Regions from separate parts of the Bos taurus genome. Here region 2 is linked to region 1. Evidence: chromatin contacts called from public Hi-C data. All regions are on one chromosome and are shown on one strand. The core of a region is the stretch at or near the end of the contact, and the rest is flanking DNA. Distances in the headings are between cores, read along the strand shown.

What was found. Hi-C and Micro-C count contacts between places; a contact is called where the count stands out from the background.
Region 2: a Hi-C map of skeletal muscle shows a contact between it and region 1, with 4 times the contacts expected there. The contact joins two enhancer-like sites. A contact is called at or near these places in 3 of 11 Hi-C or Micro-C datasets (blood, liver and skeletal muscle).

What each region holds. Positions count from the first base shown.
Region 1 is chr5:83,489,965-83,493,855 of ARS-UCD2.0, reverse strand. All of the region lies in intron 52 of ITPR2 (inositol 1,4,5-trisphosphate receptor type 2), which reads right to left. Among named protein-coding and RNA genes, the nearest start is that of TRNAG-UCC, 28 kb to the left of the region's middle. Within about 2 kb of position 2,120, at least 14 of the 102 cell types and tissues checked have an H3K27ac peak or open chromatin away from gene starts, as enhancers often do. A contact at or near this core is called in skeletal muscle, where this site is marked.
Region 2 is chr5:83,832,137-83,836,027 of ARS-UCD2.0, reverse strand. No RefSeq gene overlaps it. Among named protein-coding and RNA genes, the nearest start is that of MIR2436, 5.1 kb to the right of the region's middle. Within about 2 kb of position 1,812, at least 8 of the 102 cell types and tissues checked have an H3K27ac peak or open chromatin away from gene starts, as enhancers often do. A contact at or near this core is called in skeletal muscle, where this site is marked.

The sequences.
Region 1 (3,891 bases), core at 871-3,370:
TGGGGGGAGTTCCATAAAACCTTCTGAAAACAATCAACTCACCCAGGGGAAAGAATGTGTAAAAGAAAGCTAGGCGAGCCCAGCTTCAAACTCTACTCTGTTCCAGAACTGGGACTTGGGCAAGTTATTAACCTCAGTGTACTCATCTGTAAAATGGGGAAATCTGTTTAAGGATTAAACTCTTTGGAGGGTTGTTTAAGGATTTTATTTAAGGTATGTAAAAGACTTGGCACAGAGATTGGCATACGCATAGTAAGTGCTTGCAAGTTGAGGGCAGATATTATTTCATTTCTTTGGTAAGTGACTACACTTTCTGAATGACTAGCACAGTGCTACAATGCATTGATGTGAACAATTTGTTTCATGTGAATAATTTACTTTATGTGAATGTGTTTATGCGAACATGTGCATGCTAAGTCACTTCAGACGTGTCTGACTCTTTGTGACTCTATGGAGACCATAGCCCGCCAGGCTCCTCTGTCCATGGGACTCTTCAGGTATGAATACGGGAGTGGGTTGCCAAGTCCTCCTCCAGATGTGAAAATATTCAGGGACAAATAGAGAGAGGAAAAAAATTACTATGTGACAGAAAAATTTCTAGTTTTATTTTTTTTAAGATAAAATTACTAAAATTGGTAGTAATCTCTCAGTCATTTAAAATTATAAAAAGTTCACACCAAGTTGGGAATTAGAATCAAGATGTCTTAAATTGAGAAGTGAGAAGAAATGTATTTTTCTCGTTAGATTAAAAAACCATAATGGTGCTGAATTTTGGAATTATGTAGCCAGTCTGCATGTTATGGTGTGAGTGTAAAAATCACCACTACCAAAGGGAAAAGAATCCTTCTAATTTTGTGTACATGATCCATTATAGTTTCTTTGGTACTTTGTTATGAAAGGCTGGCTTTCTTCTTGTAAGCTGACTTTAACATCACATGGATGGCGGATCTGGTATTTTCCCTTTACTCAGAGTTGTTTCTTTCTAAAACATACATCTCAGGGTATATGCCCAGTAGCAGGATTGCTGGGTCATATGATAGTTTTATTCCTAGTTTTTTAAGGAACCTCCATACTGTTCTCCATAGTGGAATACCAGTTCGTTTGTTTTTTAAAATCAGTTACATAGTGAAATTCAAAATCAGAAAGATGAGGGGAAAAATACATAGTAAAATATTCTGAAGTGGAACTGATGGAAAAATATGACTCCCTTGAAAAATCAAACGTTTTCATACCCCACTGCTCACCATTTATTCTAATTCTGACCTATCTAGTGGTTAAGAAAAATCCATAACATACAGAATCCCGGATTTATTAATAGTGTTGATTAGGAACAATAAATAAATTTGCTTTGAACAGCAAAAAATAAAAATAAAAAAAGCAGAACATACACCTTGAGAGAAGGGCGGAAGTCAGAGGTGGGCAAGCACTAAATGTGGCATTGAAGATACTGGCAGAGCCTGCGCTGGACCGTGAACCTCAGAGGTGAGCATCAAGGCATATTCTGACTTAGAAAGTGGAAGAAATGAAACTGCTTTTGGAGACAGAATAGATGTGGAGGAGGGGAAGCTTGTGGTGACAGCCGTCAGAGCAGCAGAAGAGACAAGCAAGGCAGAGAAGACAGAGAGAAAGCTCAGTGTGCAAAGTGCTTGGCTAGGTCCCAGTGCCTGGTGGTGGTGATGGCAAGAGGCATGTGAAGAAAAGTTAGAAACATGTAAAAGAGGTAAAGGAAATTTTGAAGAGAAATATGGTTTTCCAGCAGTGCCATCTTGTGTAGTATGTCTTATGCTACTTTGCCACGGTTAGACTTTCAAATAATTTTCTATCTAGTGGCTTTTATTTATCTAATCAGCAACTGCCTGATCATACGACACCAGTGTTTACTAAAGACTTATTACATGTGGGTTAATCAGTTCACAGAAGCTACAGGAAAGTGCGCCCATTTCTCCCCAATAATTGAGAAGTGAGGTTGTTTGTTCTTTGGGAGGCGAGCCAGTACAATCCACACGCAACTCACGTGATTAGCCATTGTGAAGTAAAATAGATTGGCCGCCAACACATGAGGAGAACTGGCTTCCTGTGTGACATGCAAACAAAGGCAGAGTGCCCAGGTCAGGGTCAATGCCAGCAAAAGCCCAGTCCACTCACTTCATAACTAGTGCATAAGCATGCTGATTTCACATAGCAGGCTCTGTGAGTGTGGATAATAAGTTTCTACCTTTATGAGATGGATCTATTCACGATTTGTTGAGCCAAGCTCCCGGGCATTCAGGCTGAGAGCCAGGCCCTGAGTCATGGTGAACTCACCTAAGTAAATGCCACCTGGTGGACACTTACCTACATAACCAGCTGGCTTTCCCCATGCCAAGCCTGCCTCATTTCACTTCATCAAGAGCCCCTGGGCTAGGCACTGGAAATATAGGTGAGAAGATGAAAGTGTTGCAACCCCCAGGAAACTCATGGTCCTCTAGGAAACACAGGTCAGCATACGAACAAAGGCAAGGCCTGGGTACCAAGGAAGCAGGATAGATATGCATCTCATGGGCTGGGGCGTCATGGACAGCATCCTAGAGAAGGTGGCACCTGGGTTGACTACTGAAAGAGGGGCATCCTTCGTCAATAAGATGAATGAAGACATACCAGGCACATAAAATGGGATGAGCAAAGGCAAACAGGCATGAAAGTATCTGGAGTGTTTGCGGAATGACACATGGATTGGGATGGCTGGGCTTTGGGACTTCCCTAGTGGTTCAGTGGTTAAGACTCCGTACGGTCAATGGAAGGGATGTGGTTTCTATTCCTGATTGCAGAACTAAGATTAACATGCTGCTAGTGCAGCCCACCCCCCAAAAAACATAGTAGACCAGGAATGGCTGGGCCTCTGGGGTATACAGATGAATATGGGAGCTGTAAGAAGAGAAGCAGGTAGGGGCCAGATTATTGCAAGAATCATACACCCAGGTGAAGAGTTTAAACTTTATACAGAAAGCTATGAGGAGGCACTGGAGAATTTCATACAGAAGGAAGGTGATTCACCATCTAGTCGGCAAAATAGTATGAGATAAAACATGGACTTAAATAACCAGACAAATTAACACATGATAAAAGCCACACGAGTGGCACAAAGAGATCAAAACAGAGAGAGAACTTTTAATAATAAGGATAATGAGAGGGGAGCCCTTTTAATTAATGCAGATACTGAGTTTGCCGTGACTATTCAATAGAGTAAGACAGCAGGAGATTGGCATTTCACAAGGCATGGACAGAGAGCCCCAGAGTTAAAAAAAAAATTTTGCTTAAAGATGAATAGCAGTATGTAGAGGAGTGTAAGATATGGCTGGAGATAAACTGGGAGCTCTCTGAAAGCTCTAAGGAGTTTGGATTTTAGCTGGCAGGCAATGGAGGATTGTGGCGATCTTAAGTTGGGGTAGGGGAGAAACTATTCAAAGCAGTGATTTCTGACAAGTGGTCTTAGCAGTGATATAGTGGGTGAACTGAAGAGGAGAGAATGACTAGATGTAGGAAGACCACTTAGGAGGCAGTTGCAATAATTCAGGCATGAAGTGCTATGAGTCTGAATTAGAGTAATGGCTGTGAGAATAAAAAGGATGAAAGAACAGGAACTAGGGGGACTCGATAGGAAGGAGATGGCAACGTTAAGCACCAGACTGAAGCTTCCAGGCAGCGGTCACTTGGGAAAGGATGGTCTCATTAAACACAGAAACAGAAACTTAGGGAGGAGGAATTGGATGCTTGTGTTTTGATGAAGACAAGGGAAGAATCTAAGAGGATCTTTGTTTATGGGATATGAAAATGAGAAAACATTTTAAAAGGCTAGAGAGGACAAGAGAGCTATGATGTACTGTGATTCAAAATTAAGGAAGACACTAATTT
Region 2 (3,891 bases), core at 563-3,062, 340 kb before region 1:
AATTTCAAAAAAATTACATAAATAGGCTTTCTTAAGAAAAAGAAAAACAAAGAACCAAAGAAAACTGCAAGCAAAATGAAAAGAAGCAGCCTAGGAGTCACCCGAAAATCTGGTCAAGCACAGATTCTGATTCAACAGCTATGAAATGGCAACTGAAATTCTGCATCTCTAATAAGCTTCCCCCAACGCCAATGCTGCTGGTTCATGTATCACACTTCTGGGTAACAATGCTACGCCTCTGTCCTCTGCAGTGAATGTTGCTGTGGAGGAATCTGGAGCTACCTGAACTTTTCCTCTATTTCCCCTTTTGGGTAGCTTGATTCTTATTCCTGGATATTGATAAGATTCTCTTTGAAATTCAGATTTAGGTTATGGGTATTAACAAAGAACAGAATGAAGATTCCCACTTTGATATGACATTTGCTTCTAAATTTTTTTTCTGGTGCCCAAATGCGTAACAGTTTCAGCTCTTGCTGAAGACAGTCCATAGGATAGGCATGATACCTGGCCTGCAGAGTGGCTGAGACTCCTGTCTCCTCTTTTGCATATTCATTCTTAAAATAAAATGCCATCACTTGAGGGAACTGGAGTGAGTCTGTTCCTTGCAACCAAAAGAAATTAATTAAAACATTAGAAACCATAGATTAAAAAATACACAATATGAAAATCAAGATTGCACAGAAAGCTGTGTCAAAAAAACATGAATGTAAAAAAAAATGTACTTTCAGTGATGGCTGGCAGTGGGGGACAGATATTTTCTTAATTTCAATGTGCTTCTTACAAAAAAATTTATTTGAACTAGACTGATTGACAGATAATAAATAAGAGAAAATGTAGAAAATTACAGAGCCAAAAAGGAAGGGAAGAGAGAATACAGATTAAAATGTGATCCTAAAAGATTCTGGAAGACTTAAAACCAATTAAAAGCTGAAAACTGAGAAATAAGAAACTCTTCAAGGAATAGAAGGTGAAATCTTAAACCAGGAGAATTATAAAAATTTACAAAACCGAAGTACAACTTGGACTACAAAATAAGCTGAATATAGATGAGAACAAGAAAGTAAAATTTGCAAGGATACTAAAAGGTTAAAGGAGAAGGCAATGGCACCCCACTACAGTACTCTTGCCTGGAAAATCCCATGGACAGCTGCAGTCCATGGGGTCGCTGAGGGTTGGACACGACTGATCGACTTCACTTGCACTTTTCACTTTCATGCATTGGAGAAGGAGATGGCAATCCATTCCAGTGGTTCTTGCCTGGGGAATCCCAGGGACGGGGGAGCCTGGTGGGCTGGCGTCTATGGGGTCGCACAGAGTCGGACAGGACTGAAGTGACTTAGCAGTAGAAGGTTAAAATAACTATTAAAATTAACATAAGAATGAAAGTTAATTATGAAATAATTTTAAACAGATGAAGATCAAAATTAAAAAAGGTTGAAGGTGAACAGGGTAATAAGGAAGATATAAAATAGAATATGAGAATAGGATTAAAGATAAATATAATTAATTTATACAGACTTTAAAATACCATCAAAATATATTTTTTAAAGGTTTTAAAGTTGGAGGAAAAGAGAATAGAAAAATGTCTCAAAACATATAAGAGGTAAGAAAGCTTAGTGCTTTTATAGTCTTTCTCCAGGGGACAATCTGGTAACTCAGCAGTGGTGTCCTTAGGTGGAACCCAAGGGGACAGAGAGCAATGTGACACTTTGGACGTGGAGGCTTCCCCATTGCTCTCCTCAGCAAGTGCCAGAAGCCAGCCTCACCAGCAGTAATCAGAGAAGACAAATAGGAGGTATTAATACAGCAGACTCACAGCTGGAGTCAGGGCACCGCCCTGACCCAGGAGGAACTCCCTAGCCTGCCAGCCACATTTGGGCCTGGATTATCTCCTCCAAATTTAGCCCACACTCAAGAGTCAGGGGAAACTACTGTCTCTACATCAATACACATGAAGCATCGGGTGTCAACAGTTGTCTTACGTATCTAGACAATTTTTTAGGAACTGGGCTATAGCCCCCAGATTTTAAAAAGAAAGTGGGGGTGGTTACGTTTTACTCTCCATTATTCTTGCCTGGAGAATTCCGTGGACAGAGGAGCCTGGCTGGCTGTGGTCCATGGGGTTGCAAAGAGTCAGACACGATTGAGAGACTAACACTTTCACACTTTATTTGGTAAATGTTTATTAGGCATCTTGCCTGTCCCTGACAGTGTACTAGACTCCAGGAATACAATGATGAATGAATAACAGAACTCCTTTAACAGAAATCTGGACTCACCGTGTGGAAAGGAGAGTGGTGGTTTAACAGTCATCAGTGACACAAATCGAAGGGCTGGCTCTGAACAGAAGGGTGACGTTTTCCTCTGTAGTGGCAGGAAGGAAAACGAGGGTGTGGAAGGAGGTAGGTAGGAAGGGTGAGAGCTGGGGAGATGATGCCTTATGATTTGAAGTAGGAGTTTCCCGAGACTGGGAAGATTCGCAGAGGACTTGAGGTAAGTGGGACAAAGGTCTGAGACAGAGGGTCATTAAGGAAATATGAGAAGGAGCTAAGGACAAATCAACAGTCACAGCAGCGAAGTCCAAGAGAGGCTGGAGATGGTGCCAATCTGAGCAGGAGCAATGTTTGGGTGTGGAAGACACACCCAGTTAATTACAACACAATGTGAACAATCCCAGGGTGACAGGGTAATTTATTGAGACATTATCAATGTTCTCATTGCATTTTTCCCTTCACCCATTTTCAAGAATAGCTTCAGGGCTACTTGTATCAGGGACGTTTGGGGTTAAATGCTTGAAGAAAACCTCTCATCATGCCTTCCTCCCACCCCACTGCCACCCTCCTTTAAAGCAGACGTCTCAGAGTGACTTCCCCAGGCTAATACTTTTGACAGACATGCTTCATTTATAAGGAATAGTGTTTTGAGATTTTTAAAAATAGTTGCCAACATTCTGGGAGTAGATTTCACATTAAAATCTAGACTTCAGATTCTAAGTCCAGTGACCTGGAAGTCCTGGGCGACCTTTTCACCTGGCTACAATTAGTTGGAGTAATGTCTGCCTCTCTTACGGGGGTACAACCTCCAGTTCACTGTGACCCCTGTCATTCTCTATGGTCTTATTCTCAGCCAACATCACTCATTTAAGTTAACTGCCTGGCTCCTATAACCCTCTCCAAAGTTGGAGATTACCTTAGGAGTAGAGGCAGAAGCAATAAGGCATTGGGGTCACAGGTCTACAGTTCTTTTGATGTGGCAAAGGCCCAAGTGGGAATGGGGACTCAGTGCCCCTAAGGTCTGGATCCCCAGCCTCAGCAAAGACTATACCGAGAGTGGCAGTCTTAGACACTGACAAGTATCTCAGACGGTACGAGTATGAAGAGAACCTTTCTTTGTTATCCTGGGGTCCCAAGTCCTTGTGAAATCCTAAGGAGGGTGGAAGCAGGACGGCCCACAGTGATTGAGATTTCTTCCCACCAGCCCTTGGGGAGGTGGCTTGAAGTTAGACTTAATGAGAGAAATAAGGACATCATTTCTTGCACACGCATGCTTGTGCAGTGAGAGTTTAAACAGCCAAGTGGAGATTTAAAGAAAGGGCTAAGAGAACACAAAGCAAAGGAATGGGTGAGGTTCCCTTTTGATTCAGACAGTTCTGGAAGTTTTGACAGAGGAGATGTAATTTGGGCTGAGTTTTGACCCATGAGTAGGAGACTTCCAAATAAGGTTATTTCACCCAAAGACAAACATTTGACAGTACAAAGCATATTAAGGAACTTGTGATAGTTCAGTGCAACTAGGGCAATTGATGCCCATCGTCTGGTAGGGGGCAACAGGAGAAGGGGCAGAGTCAAGGGAAGTGAAACTAGAAGGGAAATTGAAGTTTTCATGACTTTT